Linked DNA regions of Bombyx mori: region 2 is linked to region 1. The links are chromatin contacts, called in public Hi-C maps. All regions are on one chromosome and are shown on one strand. Each heading gives the region's core, a stretch centred on a gene start, on an enhancer-like site or on the middle of the called end of the contact. The rest is flanking DNA. Distances are from core to core; before and after follow the strand shown. Region 1 overlaps LOC101741761 (four and a half LIM domains protein 2). Region 2 overlaps LOC101741761 (four and a half LIM domains protein 2).

Region 1 (5,169 bases), core at 883-3,382:
AAGCTACAACGTGAATGCCGCTATGCACCTTCACTATTGTGATCGAAGTATCAATTATAGTGTCTGAGCGAAACTGGTTTTTAAAACCGAAACCGAATTTCGGCATCAGACTCAGTTTCGGCCGAAACCGAAACTTTCGGTCGGACCATAATCAATTATATTGCTGTCCCACCCTTCAAATCAGAACACACACCTGTTACGCGGCAAATATGGATAGGTTGGTGGCTCTTATTCATGGCGCCGTAACAGAGATCAGATTTTAGTTGGAAAATAGTAAAGTAGATTTAAGGTAGATACAAATACTGCCACGCTATGATTAATAATCGTTCGATAATCGCTTAAATACTCTTTTACGGTCCTTTAAATAGCCCGGACCCTATTATAAGCGCTCGATAACAACAAACATAGACTTCAGTCAGGCATTCGATCATTGACTTTAATATTCCCGTTGACTTTTATTACCTCATTCATAATCATAGCGCATTCCCTTTAAAAATACTTTTAGGTGAAAATTCAATTATTTTTTTTGCTCAGATGGTTGTACGATCCACCTTATTTATCTATTCCGTGGTATGATCTGACGGGGCTCACATGTTGTGAAGTGGTTACCAGAGCCTGTAGACATCAAGAACGAAAATGCTGCGACCCATATTTATTTATTTATTGCTCTGATGACTGAACGAGCTTACGGCCCACCTGATGTTAAGTGGTTACCTGAGCCCATAGACATCTACAACTTAATGCCGCCACCCACCTTGAGACATGAGTTGTAAGGTCTCACTTTTAATAATACAACGGCTGCCCCGCCCTTCAAACCGAAACGCATTACTGCTTCACGACAGAAATAGGCAGGGTGGTGGTACCTGTACGGACTCACAAGACGTGCTACCACCAGTAAAAAAGATATGAGTTGAGATATGAGTTCTAAATCTCCATTTTTGTAGTACCACCACTGCCCCAACCTTCAAAACCAAATGCATTACTGCTTTGCGGTCCCACAAGACACCCTATAACCAGTAAAAATATCCACCAGAAAGCCTGGTCAGCTTTGTGATGATTTCATTTGCGTATGAAAGCGATTAGATCCTTCAAATGTCAAAACCTAAGGTAACGTGATCGATGTTCGAATTAATACGACCTCGGGCTCATTGTGTTTTGGACAACAAGACTTGAGTTATTATGTACCAAAATGAATAGGTACTTAATTTGAGAATTGAAGATTAATTTAGTTTAACGTGCATATGGTCGTATATTATACATATGATGTCGCATATTATTATAATTATATTATATTATGTCATGTAATATATAATCTGGCCTGTTATCCAGATCTGCAGTGACTGTTTTACTGTTGCCACTATTTTTTCATTGCCGAAACTCACACGAATGGTGATATAATAGGCAGTTCCCTACCCTATTGGGAGTGCGGTCCATTCTGACCATTGAGAACGGATTCTCCTTATCCTACGAACAGGAAAACCTGATTGCTTCACGCCAAGAGGAGGCCTGCTAATGATCTGACCCTTACGGGCTTACAATAATACAATTACCACCATTAAGATAACAATATTACTCATAGCCATTTCCTGTGCTTATTTTGCAATCCAATGATAGCCGGAAGATGCAAATGTAAATAAAGTTCAACGAACGAACTCCTAATTTACAACGATATATTGTAATATCTTCCATCTTTCTTCTTATTTGAAGATAGAGATTAGAAGAAGTTGTATTACTAACATACCATTATACTTAAAATCTGGCATGTATATTATAAGACGTAAACTATTAAGCAGAACAAGCATACATACAGACACATGATTTCGAGAGAATTGAAATGTTTAAGAACATTTCAGTAATCTTTTATCTTGACAAGCGCGCGTTTGAATCACTTCAAAATATAACCTCAAAATTTGACGTTTGAGTGAAAAGAAACGCCGCGCCGCCGCCATTAAAAAAAGTATCACAGACGCACCTGTCAAGCGAACGTCAATATAACCGAAGAAAGGAATTCCTTTCGTGACGAAGACAAACAACGTACGATAACAATTCAAGCCGTAGATATTCCAACAATTTCCAATGCGATCACGGAATGCCTTAACGTTCATCTGAAGCAAAACATACGGCTGAGTCAGCTGAGAAAGTCTGACTCATTTCAATGTCACATAGCTGGGAGTTATAACTTGTTATTGATATGTATTTGCTTTACAGTGGGGTTAAAATTATGTTAGTTTAATTTAGACTCCCAATGTTTGCTTATTGGCTTACTTGTGCAAAGAGAATGGACATCAAAGACGCAATTATTATACGCATTACGCATTTTAGGTCGTGAATCGTGATAGAAAAAGGCATTTTGGTGAAAACACCTAATCTAGCATTAGAAAGCAAACGTTTTCTATTTAGTACAAGTAATAATAAAAGTTGAACAATTTATTAGTGGGATACAAGCAATACAGTTAGTATTTTCTATTGTAACAGAAATATTATCTATGCAGTTAAAACTTTTACGGTTTAATCTGTTGTTTGTAATTTTCATTTCATTTTTTCGACGTTTCTATTATTTTTTAGTTTTCGTGGTCACAGACAACTAAAGAGTAACGCGTCGCCATGAATATTGTACAGCCTAATAAAAATGTTATTTGTTGTCTATGGTTGTACCGTTAACTTCAAAATAGGTTAAAAATATTCTACTATAAATTATTAATTGCAACTACATCCACAATACATTTATGCGATATAATTATAATAAATTTATGGTCGATCTTGACCAGATTTTTCATTGTCTAGACAACGATGCGCGTTCTTTGGATTCGTTTGAGAGAACGCAGCTGTTTGATTACGGCAGTATCCAACTGGCAAGGTTGTGGCGTAAAACGAGATTTCCGGGGTCTCATATATGTTTTCACTGACGTAAATAAATATAGGATTTGTTCTAATTAATTTAAATGCACGGCTTAAAGGACATGTTTCCTTTTTTTTATTAAACATGGGTTATTTATATATTGGTTTAGATTCTCGTCTTTAATCTACATATTGGGAAGGCTCTTCTGGTATATATATTTTTATTATTATAGACGAAAAATAAAACCTGTTAAGTAAAAACATGCGAAAATTTACTTCTATTAATTTACAATCGAACAATTGGATACATCTGTCTGGTCTGTGATGGAAGTAGGTGTGTATTATGACCTTTTAGGCCGTTTCTAAATTACCTAAATTATTTAATGATTATATTATATATTACAATAATCAATTTAACCAATTAAATTCCGGTTCACTGTATGTAATTAATGTAGTCATAATATAGAATACATTGCGTTTGTATTTTGATATAATCTTATTGATTTAATTACTTTTATTCTTAAGTTCTCTTTATGTGTACGCATTTTAAAATTAACTCCGATTTGTTTGATCATACGCCACACTAACCCTGATCTCTCCGTCTGTTGTTTCGATCTCATCAGCTTATCTTTCGGGCGAAGTAAATTCGTATTAACTACCATCAAAATCATACTTAACAACTGGGCACTTATTATTGCAATATTTTAAATTAGAAGGAATCCCTGCACGGATTCGAACTTCCTAATTTACAACTCGTAAAGCAGCGATGAGGTCACGGCTTTCTTTAACGTGCACTACACAACTAATTAATGATATCGTTAAACTTTATTGCACTGGTTTATTATGCTTTACACAACAAAATGGGTGCTATAGAATATTTTCGGGTGGTTTAAGTATCGCTGTTCTTTTTTCTAGATTTTTTATTATACGGATAATTAGGTGTTGCTAATAATAATCGATTTTTATGATTGGGAATATAGGATGTTGCAAAAAGCAAAGCAAAAGTCTATGTGAAGAGATCGCGTTTCGCTTTGAGGGTCCGAAAGAAAATGATAGTGATTTTTGAAATATATATGAGAATAAACAGGAATGGCAACACTGTATTCAATTTTTTATAAGGTCTAAATTCGTGTGACAACAGAGTTTAATGTAAAAAACGTATTCAGAGAAAATCTTCAACTCATTAATGCATTTACAATAACTAATAAAAAAAAGACGCTTAAATAGCAAACCGAACTAGCAATTAATTTTATTTATTTTTATCCTATCGATACAGGAAATTGTAAAATTATTGTGTTGTCATCAGTACTTTATGCGTGTTAAAATTTTGCAAGTTAATGAAAAGTCTTGAGGTGAAAATGACGTTTAAAGATTTCGTTACACGCGAACTTACATAAGCTCATAGAAGCGTGTTACAAAGATGGTAAGGTTTGGCGAATACATTTTTCGCTTATACAGAACAACGAACAAATATTTAATGCGGATAACATCAAAGCAGTGCTCGATTAGCAAACTCCTTTGAGAGCAGAATATATGGTCTTCTTTTTCTTCACCTTATCCGACTAGGTGGGGTCGGCACAGCTAATTTTTCTCTTTCATTCCCTTTTATCAGTCGTCAGCTCAACACTCACTCCATGTCTCCTTCGGTCTACCTCTTCCCCCTCTACCTTGCACTACCATTTCCATACGTCTTCTCTCTCACATCACACGCTAACCAGAGCAGGATATATACCGCGAATAATAGCTGCATTGACTCCGTTGAATAGCATGTTCAGGCTTAAAACGTTTCGAATTCTTCGTTTTATTGCCACGGAGGCCTGAAGAATGGAACGCGAAATCAATCTGTCAACAAACTTGTGTTTGAACTTTGGATTTTAAATTGTGTGCACGCAGCAATCCTAGATCATTATAAAGTAGTGCTCAGCAAAGCCGTTTCTACTAATTATAGTCATAATGTATTTATGCATAATTATTTGTAAACGCCAAAATGGCAACCTATAAGTTTCTTGTCGATTCTTCTTAATGATCAAACGGCATCCGGAATTGATAACGAAGCTATTGCGATTTTAATGCCTTTTTAATTTTTATAGCGTTTCAAATTGCTAAACTGAGGCATATTTTTAAATAAATTAACTGTCCGAGCCTTTTGATTGTTTTGTGTCAGCTGTGCACATTCTTTGCCGATTCTGCATGTTCTAGATTATTCGACGCATCGCTACAAGATTAAACCGTTTTTAATGAAAACAAAACTATGTTCTTGGATTTCCTCATCGACCACCATCACGCGCTGTAACTGTTTCGTTAGCAGTATACCGCGTTACCCTACTTCGT
Region 2 (5,169 bases), core at 1,949-4,448, 48 kb before region 1:
ACTGGAGCCCATAGACGTCTACAACGTAAATGCGCCACCCATCTTGAGATATAAGTTCTAAGGTCTCAGTATAGTTACAACGGCTGCTCCACCCTTCAAACCGAAACGCATTACTGCTTCACGGCAGAAACAGACAGAGCGGTGGTGCCTAGCCGTGCGGACTAACAAGTAGGAGTGGGTAATATCGGTTTTGCCGCGTATCGAATCGTATCTATATATCGAGGATCAATATCGGATATTGAATCTATATATTTTCTGAATCTATATATTGATAGATGCTAGTAGATTTTCTCGATTCATGATATTTGAGATTTGAAACGATACGCTGATATAATATCGTAGTAGATATAGATTTAAGTCAACGTTATACGGTTGGTTTTCTGATATCAGTTTATAATATGATCTTAAAGTAATAAAAAGAACATGAAAATAAAAATATCAAAAAAACTTTCCTTCATGCTTTTACCAGGCTTAGGACTGGCTACATTATTTTCAGTTATTAGTATTTTGTGTCTTAATTTAAAATTACAAAATATACCAAAAGAGTGTAGATTTCAAAAGTTTAATACAAACACAAGAAATAAACTCAATTATTTGGATTCAACTAAAAATAGAAAAATGTGTACTTTAAAAATCAAACACAAAAAACTTTTAAGTATTTATAAACACTTGTCCAAAAATTCTAGTTCAAGGTCAAAGCGCGTGAAATTAAATTCAACGATGCAAATAGGTTATACTGCATTCAAGTTAGGGTCGAAAGTTGAAACTTCTTTCCTTAATTGTATCCTGCTGATACGCTAAGAATAATCTACAGACATATGGACTTAAATATAAGGTTTACAATTGTATGGATAATGCCTGTTTCTGTTTCATTCATCACACGATATCCCTATCGTGCGCTCACTCACTCTGGCCGGTTCGATACGAACCAAACGAATATTGCTGATATTAACGAATCGGTACGATATGCCGATGCGCATCACATCGAGCAATATCGTGTATCGGCTGATATCGATATATAGATTTCGTGCGGGGCGATATCGGATTCAACGATATTGCTGCGATATATAGATATTGAATCTATATACGATTTATATCACCCACTCCTACTAACAAGAGATCCTACCATCAGTAAAAAAGAATACTCTATATTACGTTAAAAATGTTAATATAATTAACCCACACACCTAATATAATAATTAGTCGCTCAATCTAGAAGCTTATGGTTTTTAATTGGAATCGTTCCAAAACTAGTGAAATATCTCGCAGCGACACGGTTATTAACTACCTTCACTGTTCACTCTCCTATTTGCGTGGTCGAAATAATCTATTTTATTGCAGGTCTTCAAGCTTAAAGACAGAGACAAGACCTATCTCGATAATAATATTAAAAACGTTTTTGTGAGTGGTTGCATTTACGAAAGTTTTGTCTATAATAAATATATGTATGAACCGCCTGGTCTAAAGTGATTGACGAAGCATATAGACATCGCAACATCAATTCCGGGATCTAAATCTAAATTGTATTGTATAGCAGGTGATTTTTTTCCCTACCTAACTACTGTTAGCCAAAAGTAGCTATTCATCTAATTGCTGGGCTCGAGCTTAGAGACTTTGCTAACACTAGCCCTAACAAGAGTAGTCCTTTCCTTAGTCTTTCCTCATCGAACTCGTCGATTACGACGAAGAGTTCGACGAGTGAACTAACCCAAAGACACAGCCCACTGAGTTTCACGCCGGATCTTTTCAGTGGGTCGCGATTCCGATTCGGTGGTAGATTCTGCAGAGTACTGCTCTTGCTAGGGCTAGTGTTAGCAAATTCTCTCAGGTTGAGCCCGTGAGCTCACTGACCCGTCCGGGCGTAGCTGAAATTGCACCTTATGCTACCAACGAATAGGTAGGGAAAAATAGCTGAATCTACTACCGGATCGGAATCGCGACAGTTTAAGAAGATCTGGCGAGAAACTCAGTGGGTTATAACAGGTGTCCTATCCTACAAACGCGTGAATGTCCCGCGATCGAAATAAACAGGATTATCTTAACTAAAACTTACAGTCTACAATTGGCCGTTTTACGCGGTCTCGTTTGTATGCAGTTCCTAAATGAACTGTTTAAATAAACCAGTGTTCGTATAATCACTAAAACTGTATTACTGATTTAGTGTCTGAAACAAAATAGATTTTGTTTCTGATTTACAAGAGAAAAAAAACTTTAAAAAAAATATATGGTAATATTAAAGCTACTTAATAGATACCAAAAAAGGACAAACAGGAGAAAGTAGTTAGTAATTGTAATGCCTTTACATATTTATTCATAGAATGCTAGTATAATAATGGCGGCATGTATAATTATATATGAAATACATAAATAAATATAATAAACATTATCTTTTAATGTTGAAGTCAGTCATAATCTTTTGGCTCTAGTTTCATGTGTGTACTTTCCGAATATAAGTACAAATAAACGTTTAAGCTAACGGGCTATATAAGATTTTAACTATATATGAGTCGACTATTATCAAAGGCGGCAATCTGACTTTTGGACAATGATTGGTAAATCAGAAAAACGAATTATTGACTTTGTATTCCATTGGCAGTCACAAAACTCTTCGGAACGACATCTTAGATAAATAACAGGTTAACTATTAACCTTTATTTAATGCAGCTTTTGAACCGTATTCTTTGAAGGAGACGATTATATTCAAATAAATCTGTATTGACATATCAATAAAAAAAATTTGTCCAAATGTACAGATTGCCACCTTTGATAATAGACGACTCATATGTAGGAATACATTGGTGCAGTTTTATTAAATTATTATACATAGACAACACAAAGTGAACATCATCAACCATCATAAAACATGAGGTCGGAGTCTCGATTCTGTTGGCTCTCCTTGCAAAATATATGACTAATTTGAGGCAGAAATCAGCAGGTGCCTATCTATGTTGGTTCACAATACTACTTTAACTACAATAAGTGCGCGACATGCGACCTCATCTAGCTGTCTCGACTTACCTCATCGCAAGCATGACACCGAGGCTTCAACTTCTCGGAGTAGTGTCGAACGCAGTACAATCGTCCGTCTAAATTGCAATAAGCTAGTTCGACTAGCAATTCATCGCATTCCGAGCAAGAAAAGCACGCCGGGTGGAAAAACGCCTGCAACAAAACCCAGATAATAATCTTTAAATTCGCGCCATCTAGCGGCGACAGTGAAAAACACGATTTGATTTAGGTTTGTAATACATTTTTAATTTTGATTACATGAAAGTTTGAATTTACTTACGTCTTCTCCTATTCTAGGTGCAAGAATAGTAATGCTGCCGCTTCTGATCGACTTATTGCAGCCAATGCATTCCAGCGGAGATCCATGATGTTGACTAGCGATACCTAAAAACGTAATTCAATATTTTAGAATAGTAAGTAGACTACTTGACAATAGATGGAGATGCTTAAATGATATTTTGGTACCGATATCAAGAGCAATTTCATTCCTGGCGGCGACGAAATCTTCATATTGCTTGCGGTGGCCTTCGTCGATGTGCTTGCAATGATCCAATGTAAGATCCTGCTTTGGTAATTGGGAAGCTAAGGCCCTAGTACGCCAAGCACGCCACGCCGCCTGACCAGTGGCGCCACCTGTACTAGTAGGAGTACGCTCAGCGAGCGACTGCCAGTACAGCTCGGTCTAAGATACGAAAAAAAAAATTGATTAGGTATTCCGAATTCATAATCGTCGTCAATGTTGAGAATTTAGGTCTAACCTATTTATGGTTCTACTACTTGTCACAAGATGTCGCTGTACAGTATTTAGTGTTCATTTACCTGCTTAGCGGTGAGTCCGGGCGGACTGTCATAGGAGTGATGGTTGACTCTAGAGTCGCGGAGTCCGAGTCGGTCTCGAACCGAGCCCAGTTCTTCATGGTACACCGAATGCTTCAATCGATCACACCCGCATGACTTGCAGGTCTTTCTGTTAACAACAGAAACACTTTATGTTAATAATGTAATTAATTTAACATTATCTAGGCAGGCAGTGTTTTAGCTGCCGCTAAATACTTCAGTTAATACTTATACAAAACGGATGTAATATTTAAAAACACATTTAAATAAGGAATATCAAATACATTCAACTATGATCCAATTCTGGTGTGGATAAAATTTTGCTTTGCAAAAACCTTCTTATTACATATGAGTCGACTATTATCAAAGCCGGCAATGTGACTTTTGGACAATTATTGGTAAATTAGAAAAACGAATTATTGACTTTGTATTCCATTGGCAGTCACAAAACTCTTCTGAACGACATCTTAGATAAATAACAGGTTAAGTATTAACCTTTATTTAATGCAGGTTTTGAACCGTATTCTTTGAAGGAGACGATTATATTCAAATCAATCTGTATTGACATATCAATAAAAAAATTTTGTCCAAATGCACAGATTGCCACCTTTGATAATAGACGACTCATATGTAGCAGGCGACCATCATACAATAGAAGATATTTGACAGATGCCTGAATCTCGCTTACGACATTTTCAACATAAGCGCGCACATAAGCATATGCATACAAGTTCCGAACAACAACATTCGGACCGTCGGTCTACCGAGCAATATCACCCGCGCGGTGGAAGATTTTCCCTTTGTCATATATCTATCCGCACTTAATATGCATTCAACGATGTAAAAACATTACTTTTAATCAAAAAAATTTAGGAATCGTGTGGAAAGATTGAAGTCTACCGATTAGGCGGTTTAAGAACAATTTCTAAGCCGAAAAAATTAGAATGTGCATATTAAAATAGAACTAACTACCAGGGCGAACACTTCGAGTGAGAAGCGACTAATGAAGTTTTATCGTCGACAAGAATGATAAAATATTGGTGATAGCGTGCATGTCGTTGACTGAGTTTTTTTTGTATTTTCCTGAACGAATCCCGAGTTTGAATGGGAATGAGAGGATCTATATATTAATACGTGAAGCAAAAACTTTGTAACCATTTTTACGAAAATTGCCCGGACGGATGAGTATGAAATTTCCTATACCTATAGAGAATACAGAGTAGAAGTGCAGAATGCTAATATTTTTTTGTAAATTATGAATAAAAAACACATTAAATCAATATTACATACACTACCATGTATTTGACACAACACATACATCAA

Evidence for each region. Hi-C and Micro-C count contacts between places; a contact is called where the count stands out from the background.
Region 2: a contact with region 1 is called in a Hi-C map of midgut, with 1.6 times the contacts expected there. The contact joins two enhancer-like sites. A contact is called at or near these places in 6 of 7 Hi-C or Micro-C datasets (middle silk gland, midgut, posterior silk gland and 2 more).

The regions. Positions count from the first base shown.
Region 1 is chr22:2,705,969-2,711,137 of ASM3026992v2, reverse strand. The region is part of intron 2 of LOC101741761 (four and a half LIM domains protein 2); the gene reads right to left. Among protein-coding and RNA genes, the nearest start is that of LOC110384971, 11 kb to the right of the region's middle. Within about 2 kb of position 2,132, at least 3 of the 8 cell types and tissues checked have open chromatin away from gene starts, as enhancers often do.
Region 2 is chr22:2,754,845-2,760,013 of ASM3026992v2, reverse strand. LOC101741761 (four and a half LIM domains protein 2) reads right to left here. Exons shown (of 10, transcript XM_062674867.1): 3 at 3,829-3,976; 4 at 3,475-3,691; 5 at 3,290-3,393; 6 at 3,019-3,162. Among protein-coding and RNA genes, the nearest start is that of LOC134200941, 11 kb to the left of the region's middle. Within about 2 kb of position 3,198, at least 8 of the 8 cell types and tissues checked have open chromatin away from gene starts, as enhancers often do.